2 separate regions of the Sus scrofa genome follow, and region 1 is linked to region 2. The links are chromatin contacts, called in public HiChIP or PLAC-seq maps. All regions are on one chromosome and are shown on one strand. The core of a region is the stretch at or near the end of the contact, and the rest is flanking DNA. Distances in the headings are between cores, read along the strand shown. Region 1 has its middle 5.5 kb from the start of FAM129B. Region 2 overlaps LRSAM1 (E3 ubiquitin-protein ligase LRSAM1).

Region 1 (5,972 bases), core at 2,468-4,967, 71 kb after region 2:
ATGAACCTGATTAGGATCCATGCGGACCCCCATCCCTGGCCTCGCTCAGTGGGTTAAGTATCTGGTGTTGCCATGAGCCATGGTGTAGGTCACAGATGCAGTTTGGATCTGGTGTGGCTGTGGCTGTGGTGTAGCCGGCAGCGATAACTCCAATTCGACCCCTAGCCAGCCGACCTCCATGTGCTGCGGCTGCAGCCCTAAAAAGAAAAAGAAAAAAATGAAAGAGTTCTCTCGTGGCTCAGGGGGTCAAGGATCCAGTGTTGTCACTGCTGTGGGTCCGGTTTTTGCTGTGGTGTGGGTTTGATCCCTGCCACAGGCCTGACCCACCGCCCCCCCCCCCCAAAAAAAAAGAAAAAGCAAAAGAAACTGGAGCACCTGCTCTGTGTCAGGTACTGTTGTAGGTGCTGGGAATACATCAGTGCAAAAGATAGGATCCCTGCCCTCACAGAGGTTATAGTCTTGTGCTGGAGAGAGAAAGACGATAAGCAAATAAGATGGCACCAGAGAGTGCTAAGCATTAAGATAATGAAATAGGGAGTTCCCATCGTGGTGCAGTGGTAAACAAATCCAACTAGGAACCATGAGGTTGTGGGTTCAATCCCTGGCCTTGCTCAGTGGGTTAAGGATCCAGTGTGGCTGTGAACTGTGTAGGGTCGAAGACGCAGCTCGGATCCCGAGTTGTTCTGGCTGTGGAGTAGGCTGACGGCTACAGCTCCAATTAGACCCCTAGCCTGGGAACCTCCATATGCCGCAGAAGCGGCCCTAGAAAAGCAAAAAAAAAAAAAAAAAAAAAAAAAAAAAAAAAAAAAAAAACCTTAAAAAATAAAAATTACAAAAAAAAAAAATAATAAAAAATAAAAATTAAAAAAAAAGATAATGAAATAGGATTTAAAAATACAAAAAGTGGAGCTCCTGTCATGGCGCAGTGGATTGAATCCGACTAGGGACCTTGAGGTTGCAGGTTCAATCCCTGGCCTCACTCAGTAGGTTAAGGATCCAGTGTTTCCGTGAGCTGTGGTGTAGGTCGAAGAGGTGGCTCAGATCCTGTGCTGCTGTGGCTGTGGTGTAGGGCGGTGGCTGTAGCTCCGATGCGACTCCTAACCTGGGAACCTCCATATGCCCGTGGGTGCGGCCTTAGGAAAAAAAAAAAAAAAGCAAAAAAAACCCAAAAAACGAAAAGTAAGTAATTAAAAAAAAATTTTTTTTATGGCTGCACCTGTGGCTTATGGAAGTTCCTGGGCAAGGTATTTAATCTGAGGCACAGCTGCAGCAACACCGGATCCTCTTACCCACTGAACTGGGCCCGGGATGGAACCCCCACCTCCACTGCAACCCAAGCTGCTGCAGTTGGAGTCTTAACCCACCATGCCACAGTGGGAACACCCCCCAAATTTTTTAATTAAAAGTAAAAAAAAAAAAAAAAAAGGCTAGAGTGACAGGTGTGGGGGTATCACCTAGGAAGGTGATTCTGGAGGGCCTCTGTGAGGAGGTGACACTTTGAGACCTGACTGGCAAGAAAGCTGCTCCATGAAGATCCGGGAATAGCTACATATTACGGAGCAGGTACCACATCCAGGTATCATACCAGACGTAGCCTGCCTCATCTCAGAGTCCTTGCAATGACTTTGTTGGAAGAATCACCAAGTATGAGGATTTTTTAAAGATGATATTCCATTGTCTGCCCTTAGCATCCTTACTTAAACATTGCCTGGTGGGCATGGCGAGGGCATGCCAGGAAAGTGGTCAATCGGAGCAAAGGCAAAGGGAGATGAACCCTGATGGACCCCAGGGCCGGACAGCTATTCCCGGACTCCTGTAGGGAAGAGGAGAGAAGGGCACCTGCCGTGGATGGGGCGGGGGGTGGGGTGAGGTGGGGTGGGGGACACCAGATGGGAGGCTCCCGAGTGTCCAGTACGTGGGATTTTTAACTTTATTCTGGGAAGATTGTAAAATTCCTTCAAAGTCCTCAACTCTCTACCAATTTAAAGCAATAAATCTGGCCAGTCATGACCTCTGGGTGGGGGAAGAATGATTTGTTTGTTAAAGGAAAGAAAAATGGTTATAGTCAGTCCACGTGAGGAAGAGGACAGGATCCCGAGAAGTGAGACGTCAGGAAAATTTCTCACTCGAAAAGCCAGGGAACCTCAGCCCTTATACCGGAGGCCGTTTGGGCGTTCAGGTTTTAGTTCTGAGTAAATTAAAGACGCTTGGAGTTCGTGCCGTGGCGCAGAGGAAATGAATCCGACTAGTGAACCATGAGGTTGCAGGTTGGATCCCTGGCCTCCCTCAGTGGGTTCAGGATCCGGCATTGCCGTGAGCTGTGGTGTATGTAGGTCGCAGACGCAGCTCGGATCCCACCTTGCTGTGGCTGTGGTGTAGGTTGGCAGCTGTAGCTCTGATTCGACCCCTAGCCTGGGATCCTTCATCTGCTGCGGGTGTGGCCCTAAAAGAACTACATAAAAAAATTAAAGACTTTTTTCATACATGTATTGGCTATTTGTGGGTGGTTGTTATTGTTATTACTGTTATCCTCTGCTTTTCTAGTGGAATGTCTATCTTTTTTTCTTAATCACTTTTTTTGGTTGTTGTTTTGTTGCTATTTCTTGGGCCGATCCCGCGGCATATGGAGGTTCGCAGGCTAGGGGTCTAATTGGAGCTGTAGCCACTGGCCTACGCCAGAGCCACAGCAACGCGGGATCCGAGCCGCATCTGCGACCTACACCACAGCTCACGGCAACGCCGGATCCTTAACCCACTGAGCAAGGGCAGGGACCGAACCCGCAACCTCATGGTTCCTAGTTGGATTCGTTAACCACTGCGCCACGACGGGAATTCCCTTATTCACTTTTGAAAGCTCTTTCTATAGGAAGGATTTCTCAACTCTGCCAGGCAGCAGCGGGGGATGGGATGGTCTCTGCTCTTTCTCTAGGGCTCTGGATGCCATCTCTGTTCACCAGGCTCTCCCACACCCCTTCCTTGGCCCAGGCCCCAGAGCCTGGTGGAAGATAACAGGCACGTGGACACAACACGGTCCAGATCTGGAGCACAGAGGGAAGGGTTCCCGCCTGCCCACCTGCTGCGCCTGCCCCGCCCCCACCTCCAGGTGGAAGATGCCACCTACAGCTCCTGATTCTTCAGGCCTTCAGGAAGTGGCTTCTGCCAACCCTCTTCCCTGCAGGGCTGCCCCACCCCTCCCCACCCACCCCACCCTTAAGCATGTTTAGAAATAAGAACCCAAAGGTGAAGGAGAAGAAAACTCTACTTGGAAAAGGGAGGGTCCAGAAGGTCAGAGCCAGAGCTTGGACAGAGGCCTGGAGGAGGCACGGGATCTGCCCCAGAACACATAGTTGGGTCCAGGCCAGGCTCCTTCCTGGTCTTGTAAGAAGGGGGAGGTCCCTTCCTTGCCTGGTTGGCCCCTCTCCCTCCCCGTTGGCTCTGAGCCCCAGCTCTGCCCTCCCCACAAACCTGTCAGACCTGAAATAGCCCAGGAGAAAAAAACAAACACCTCAGGTAAACAACAGGGAGTGTGGATGAATCAGGATCTTGTTTTTAAGGAATATCATGTGTCCACCACTGTTGATCCAGTTGGCACGGCCCGTTGTTGCAAGGGACCCTGGCACCCCGCCTAGACCTCCCCTCTTTCTTAACTGTGGGGTGATGGAAGGAGACCCAGCTCACCGGCCAGGTTCCATCTGCCACCTGGCCTCCGGCAGCTAAAGTCCCTTCTTGCTCCCCCTGGTGGCCAGCTCTACCACCACACCCAAGTCCAGGCTCCATGACTGCCAGCCTGGTGGAATGCCCTCCCGTCCCCTGGCTTCCCTGCCTTCCACCTCACTGGGCAGCCAGCTGGATTGTTCCCAAACACAAATAGGACCGTGCCAGTCCCCTGCTTCAAGCCTTCTGTGGCTCCCACTGGCCTGGAGTTAAGTCAAACCCTAGCCATGGCATTTAGGGGTCCTGCCAGTGCCTCTTCTGTGCCTCTTCCCCTGGCACTTCTCTAGTCATAGTGACCTTTCACATCCTCAAACTAGCCCTGCTCCATCCTCCTCGGCTCCCACACATCCTGATTCCCTTTCCCGGCTTTGCCCCACCCAGCACTACTCACCCTTCAGACCTCAGCCAAAAGGACCCCTCCACTCCCACCTCTCCCGGACACTACACTTCTCCTTTTTCACAATCAGCACTTTTATAATTACTTTGTGTGTCATTACTGTTCCCTTCTGAGAACAGCGATGGCCTTGTTCCATATCCCTAGTGTCCGACATAATGGGAGCTTGGGTGAGTGGTGGGCACTGCAGGGAAATTGACAGGGGGCACCCACCTGGTCCTGGGACTCAGCAGGCTGGTTCGTACACCGGCCTAGGCTCATGCCTGCCGTGGCCACACCAACTGCCCTCCCCGTTTGATAGCAAAGTCTGTTCTATAGCGTCTCTGCCAGGCAGAGCCTCTGCTTGCATACCTCCAGGCACAGGGTGCTCACCACCTCCACAGGTCATGATGCCCAGTTGAACGCCACAGCCCCGAAGTCAGACAAAGTGATGTTGAAATGCCAGACAACAGGCAGGGGGTGACAAATAATAGTAACAAGATGATAAAGACCATAGGAGTTCCCATTCATTGTGGGCTTCGCCTGTACCCAGCTCTGCCTCGTTGAATCTTCACCACAGCTCTGTGAAGGAGGCCCTTTGGGGGGACCCTCATCTTAAGATGAGGAGAGAGAATTCGGTCTCGGTGAGGTGAAGTGACCTCCCCAAGGTCACACAACAAGTAAGAGGCGAAGATAAGGCCCACACACAACTCTGCCAGCTTCAGAACCGTAACACGCCATGCTATACACTGCATCCTTCCAGACCCGGTCCCACACGCACATCCAGTTCTCAGACATAAAGTGGGCTTCTCCGCTATGCCCACCATTCACTCACCCCCTTTTGTCTTTCCCTTAGCAGTGTGATATGAGCAGGAGCTCCCGCTGCGGCACAGTGAGTTAAGAACCTGACTGCAGCGGCTCAAGTCACTGAGGAGGTGCAGGTTTGATCCCTGGCCTGGCACAGTGGGTTAAAGGATCTGGAGTTGCCATGTAGGGCACAGCTGAGGCTTGGGTTCAATCCCTGGCCTGGGAATTTCCCTGTGCCACGGGAGCAGCCGTAAGAAAAAAAGAGCATCTCTCCACGCTAATGAATTGTTCATTCTACACACTTTGAATGACTGTGGTGGTTATATGACCCACTAAACTTTTTACCTATAACTGGACACTTTCTTATTTCCTAAGGATAAGTTTCCAGACGTGAAACAGCTGCCATAAACTTCCTTTTGAGGCTTTTGACGCATGGTGACAAATCGCCCTGATGAAATGATGGTAGCAGCCAGCAGCCCCCCGGCACTTGTCATACGTCCCTTGTCAAGAATCCTCGTGTCATGGTGACTGATGCACTAGTCTAAACTCCCAACTCACCCAACCCTCCCCAGCGAGAGCCCCCAGGATCAGGGACCCTGAGCCTGGCCCAGGTCCTGACTTCCCAGCAAGCCCAGGAAAGAGGCTGGCTGCCGAGCCAATGTTGACTGTCACCCCAGTTCCTCCAGGACCGGCCAGCAGGGGTTTTAGGCCCCACCAAGCTCTGCCCAACCCCTTTCATGTCAAGCTTGATTTCCTGCTGCGCCAAAGCTGCCCCTCACCAGCTGATGACTCAGAGCCTGGCCAGGGTGGCAGGGCTGGCAGGGCCTAGCCAGTCCTCCCAGTGACTAAGCTTGCGGTGAGCCGGGGCGGGGCTTCTCAGGGTGGGGCCACCTCCGCCCCAGGGTGGCCCTCCTTCCTCTCTCAGGATCCTAAGGCCTGCTGATTTTTGCCCTCTGGCTTCTCCAGAGAGAATGAGAATAATCCTGGGTTCTGAGTGCCGGAGTGTGTCGGGGGTGACTGAGCTGCCCCCTGGGGGGCACGGCCTGGAGGATAGACGTCATTGTGGGGAGAAAGAGAG
Region 2 (5,272 bases), core at 485-2,984:
CTTCTGTTTAGATTAAATTAATAGAAACTGAGTTATTGCAGCTGACACAGCTGGAGTTAAAGAGGAAATCACTGGACACAGAGGCACTACAGGTATGTAGGGCTCCCTGGCCTGCCTTGTCCCCCCACCCGACCCCCAACTGATGAAATCTCCCGCCAGTGCTCCCATCGCCTCTCGGCTGCTCTCGGCAGACAGGCAGTGATGTTGAAAGAGGCCCTGGCCCCAGCGGGCTCAAGGGGGCCCAGTCTGGGGGCCGAGCCCAGCGCAGGCCAAGGTTAGGAGGCGGGTCAGCCTGTTGCTAGGCAGGAGGGTCAGAGGAAGGAGGGTTTCATTGCCAAGGCTCACCCCGGCTGCATCTCCATCTCTGCGTTTTCTTTGTTTTGGAGCTGGGTCACACTGAGTTTCCAGTCTGTCTAAGCCATGCTTCTGGGGTGCTGGTTCTCATGGGCTGGCATCCTCTGGGGAAGGAGCTTTCTTGGTGTCTGAAGGATGTCTAGAGGAGAGGGCCCAGCTGTGACTGTGTCACCCCTGCAGGCAGCTGCTCTGTGAGTCCCCAGCCTGGGTGTCCTGCTCACAGACATGCGGAGCAGCAGGGACCAGCAGACAGTTCTGGACTGCAGATCTGGGTCTGGGTTGTCCCAGCACAGTCAGCACAGCCCGATGACCTGGGCGGGTAGGGGACAGAGGGGCAGCCCTTTCCTTTCTCTGTACCTCGTCTCCCCAGTTGGACGCAGAGCGTCTGGGTCAGTGGTGTGCGAGGCCATGTGCCCTGTACCAGGCTTTTGAGCAGAGCCTTCTGTCTGTCACCGTCCCTGTGTCTGTCCTAGTGGAGAAGTCTTCATTTGTCTCACGGGCTTCTTGATGCCGGAAAAGAACGCCGGGATCTGGAATCCTGGTCCCAGGTCTGCCCCTGTGTGACCTTAGGCAGGTCACTCTGGGCCTCCATGTCTCCCCTGCATGACATGGGAATAGGCTTCCGGGCTCAGCCTGTGTCGTGGGGCCATCAGAGAGGAGCGAGCAGCAAGTGCAGAGTCCTCAGCCGTGGGGTGGGGGGGTAGCTCTCAGAAGATGCCACCACGTGCTTGATGGAAGCTCATGTCTCCTGCCTGTTAGAGCCGGGGTGGGGGCTCCCATTTTCGGAGCCTCCACGGGGTTTCCAAGAGGAAGAGAAGAGCGGAACATGGACACAAAGAAGGGCTCTCCCATCTGCCCATTCCTCCATGTGGGTAGCGCCTTCCTGACGGGGGCGGGGCCGCTCCCCCACCCTCCCGCCGTTTGCTTCTGCCCACGAGCTCCGCAGTCAGTGAGACCGAAGTCAGGCACCTGCACCTCGTCATCTCCTTTGTTTGATATTTCTCATCACTGCACTGTCATCATCGCTAGATCCTGTGCCTGGCCTTCCCCCTCCCGGGAAGGGAGGTGCAGGCTGGGGAGGAGGTAGGGAGGGGGTCCCCGGGCAGAGGGGTCCTCCCCACTCTATCCCCCAGCTCTCAGCCTGAGATCTGAGGTCGAGCCTCAGATGGAGTAAGGCCCACTGTGGGCCCCCAGCTTCGAGCCGAGTGAGGGGGATTCTGCCAGCTCGGGTAGGGACTTCTGGGGCCCGGGTGCCATGGGCCCCCAGCACTGGGTGTGGTCTTGTGTTGCAGGAAATGATCTCGGAGCAGCGCTGGGCCCTGAGCTCCTTGCTCCAGCAGCTGCTCAAAGAGAAGACGCAGCGAGAGGAGGAGCTTCGGGAGATCCTGGTGTGTTTGGCTTCCGCGTCCGGCATTGTGCATGGGTTTGCGCTCCCTAAACGCTCTTGTAGTTCTTAAGCAACACTTTCGTTTTTCTAGTAATAGTTATTCATCAGAGAAAAAGTGGAAAGTACAAAGGAAAGTAATCTCACTTCTGAGAGCTGTCTGTTGCTAATGTTTTGACATCCGTTTTCCAGACATCGAGATGCATGTATGCGCCTATAACACAGAACTTTCTCACCAGCTCATTGGCATCTGCTCTTTCCTGTCCTGTGCGACCTCTGCATTCTTTCTGTGGCTGCATTGAGATGGGCCCTCACTGGGCCTATTACAGAGCATACTTCCCATTTTTCAATTTTAATAAGCAAGGCTCTCTATCTCCGCACCTCAGTATTTGAGATCAGCCCATGGGTATTTACCCAGGACAGGTGCCCAGGAGAGGACTTGCCATGTCCAGGGCAGACCACTTAATAAGCCTCTGTCAGGCATTGCCCAGCTGTCCCCTGGACCCAAATGGGTTTGACTTTGGCGCCTTATCAGGGTGCAGGTTGGGGTCACCTCCTCCGAAGCCTGAGTGACCTCAGTAGTCAGGACCCAGTCTCTCCCACGGCACTGTTACTGCCCCACATGTCCTCTGAGCCTCACCATGGGCCAGGCCCTGTGCCAGGGAAGGAGAACAGTGAGCCAGTTTCTTCCCGAGCCCCACATGAGCCCAGATGGCGTGTTGGTGCCACTCGGAAGCTGCCTGTTCCTCACGCTACCTCACTGCCCTCGCCCAGAAATTGCATTAACATGTGACCTGCGCCCTGAGCGCTGTGCCGGGGCCGCCGTGCCAGGCCCTGGGCTCCTGCCTGCAGAATTGCTCGGGTCTCACCTCAGCAGGATTTGACCATCGGGGTCATAGGCTCCCAGAGAGAGGCGTGTCTGCAGCCCAGGGAGGGACCAGCAAAGGGGAGCTGGCTGAGCACAGTCCAGGAGGAACCGCTGGGGACCAGGAGATGCCCGCATTGCCCACATCACCTCTGGCCCCAGCGAGCGGCCAGTCCTGGCTGGGCGGCCGGGGGTTCAGAGCACAGGCTCCCAGCCAGACAGAGCTGGGTCTGAGTCCTGACCCTGACACAGGGCAGCTCTTGGACCCTGAGCCGGCTGCTCATCACCCGGTGCTCATCACTCAGTTTCTTCCCTGTGAAGCAGAAGCTACTTCACAGAATTGTAAGAATTAAGTAAAACGGCATCTCCCAGTACACAGCTTGTCTGACCCAAGCACACTGACGTTGCTGCTGCTGCTGCTGCTGTGAGTGTGGTTTGTCACTGCTCTGTCCACAGCACCAACAACCGAGCCTGGCCCAGAACGATGCTCGGGGGTGTCTGAAGTGACGGAATCGGGAGTCGGTTTGAATAGCATGTTTATGGTTCTCCCGCTATGTCAGGTCAGCAAAGCTCCCTCTGGACGCCGAAGGTGTCCTTAGAATCCTATTCTTCTCCCTGCCCAGCACCCAGAGGACACGCCCGAGCCTTCTGGGGGAAGGACACGGCTACCTGGTGCTTTGCTCTTCCCACAAGGTGTCCCCCAAGAGTGACGACGCCCAGGGCGAGCTGCCAGGTGCCAGCAGCCCGGGTTCCCGTCCCCCTGAGGTGTGCGTGTCTGGGCTCGTTCTCAGCAGTGAAGTGGGGGGACGATGCTTCCGGCCTTTCCCGGGTCAATGGTCTAGACAGTGATGGGCCGGAAAGTTCCCTGTAAGACGCCAGGTCCGTCCATGTGCTCAGAGGAGCAGCACTGTCGCTTTTGTGGTTATCCACCGACTTGCAACTGAACAATGTCTGCTTCCTTCTTGGCAGATGGAGTTAGAAGCCAAAAGCGAGAGCAAGCAGGAAAATTACTGGCTGATTCAGTATCAGCGGCTTTTGAACCAGAAACCCCTGTCCTTGAAGCTGCAGGTGAGGGCTGGTGACGCTGCCCCTGTGGGAGCCTCAGGCCACAGCCACGTCTTGCTTCCTGCTTCCTCATCTGACCAGTGGAATTCCCTTCCTCCTGGGCTGACGAGGGTAGCAGGTCCTGTGCTAGGCATTTGGGGACAGAAATGGGGGAGGGGGCGGCATTGCGGAGAGGAGACGACAGCCCCGGGCTGTGGGCAGGATGGATGCCGTTCCCCCTCCCCACCCCACGCCTCGCCCACACTTTATTATTACAAAAAAGGAGTCTTTCTAAACCTGCTGTTTTGGCAACTTCCTTTTTTCCCTTAACAGCAGTGACGGGCCCTGCTCGTAGAGCTCCTGGTTTTCAGACAGCTGCACAGTATTTAGGATCTGGACGAGCCCCCATTCATTCACAACAGTCCCCTTGATGGATTTTTTTTTTTTTTTTTTTTTTTTCTTTCTTGGCCGTCTGTGACATATGGAGTTCCCAGGCTAGGGATCCTATCCAAGCTGGAGCTGCCGCAATGTCCCAAGTTCTCAACCCACTGCACCAGGCCCGGGATCGAACCCGAGTCCCTGCTGCAGCAGAGACACCGTCGATCTTACTGTGCCACAGCAGAGGCTCCTCGATGGAGTCTTAAGCTGCTTACACTGTCAAGTTTACGGAGTGGCAGTGAACTGATTTCCTCGTGTATCTGTCTCTATGCACTTACAGATCCATTTTTGTATGTAGACTGCATTTTTACAGATCGTGTTATGTGCATGCCCACCCGTTGTTTGCTGTTGTGATGGCTTTTTGTCTTTTCCCGCCTGCGGTGCACTCGGCTTCTCCCATGGGTCTGTCTTGCAGGAGGAGGGCCTGGAGCGCCAGCTGGTGGCCCTGCTGGTGGAACTGTCAGCGGAGCACTACCTGCCTATCTTCGCCCACCACCGCATCTCGCTGGACATGCTGAGCCGGATGGGCCCCCGGGACCTGGCCAAGGTGGGCAGCAGCCCCTTGGGGGAGGTGAGGGAGGCAGGCAGGGCCCTGGCCCCACCTGGCCAAGGGGAGACTTGTTCTTCATGCAGTCTGCTCTCATCACCTGGGGGCAGGCACCTGCTTCCAGATGGCCAGAACGCCTGCCCCTCAGAGAGCCTGGGTCGTGGGTCCTGCCACCGCTCCCTCCCTCTCTTTACATCGTAGAGCTGGACAGGTTGGGGGTCTTCTGGTCCAGCCCCCTCCCCACTCCATAGATGTACAGGCACTGCTCTTAGCACATTTCACCTACCAACTCACCGCATCTTCCCAACAGCCTGGACGGGCAGGTACCATCACTGTCATCATTCTTCAGATGAGAAAACCGAGACACAGCAAGGTGGCAGTTTGCCTGAGGTCACACAGCAGAGCCCAGACTCCAGCCGGGGTGGCCAGTCTGGTGCTGGGGTCCATGCTGTTGACCAATCTGCCTGGCTCGTGGCAGCGAGGGCTCGGAAGGGCTACACGGGCCGTGTTGCCCAAGCTCAGGAGCTCTTTCTGCAGAGGCCGAGGGACTGTGATTCTGGTGTGTCCACGGCTCAGCAGCTTGGCCTCTGTGTGAACCACCTGTGAGCACTGTGACAGAGGGTCCTGCCCTCCTGGCCAT

The links. HiChIP or PLAC-seq counts read pairs in DNA pulled down with a chosen protein or histone mark.
Region 1: a contact with region 2 is called in an H3K27ac HiChIP or PLAC-seq map of alveolar macrophages. The contact joins two enhancer-like sites. A contact is called at or near these places in 3 of 5 promoter capture datasets (fetal liver, fetal skeletal muscle and liver), 15 of 47 Hi-C or Micro-C datasets (blood, brain, embryonic fibroblasts and 10 more) and 1 of 2 datasets of contacts at active chromatin or transcription factors (alveolar macrophages).

What each region holds. Positions count from the first base shown.
Region 1 is chr1:268,068,559-268,074,530 of Sscrofa11.1, forward strand. No RefSeq gene overlaps it. Among named protein-coding and RNA genes, the nearest start is that of FAM129B, 5.5 kb to the left of the region's middle. Within about 2 kb of position 3,718, at least 32 of the 83 cell types and tissues checked have an H3K27ac peak or open chromatin away from gene starts, as enhancers often do. A contact at or near this core is called in alveolar macrophages, where this site is marked.
Region 2 is chr1:267,999,802-268,005,073 of Sscrofa11.1, forward strand. It overlaps LRSAM1 (E3 ubiquitin-protein ligase LRSAM1), which reads left to right. Exons shown (of 25, transcript XM_013993869.2): 20 at 1,647-1,742; 21 at 3,573-3,671; 22 at 4,501-4,632. Among named protein-coding and RNA genes, the nearest start is that of RPL12, 38 kb to the left of the region's middle. Within about 2 kb of position 1,735, at least 7 of the 83 cell types and tissues checked have an H3K27ac peak or open chromatin away from gene starts, as enhancers often do. A contact at or near this core is called in alveolar macrophages, where this site is marked.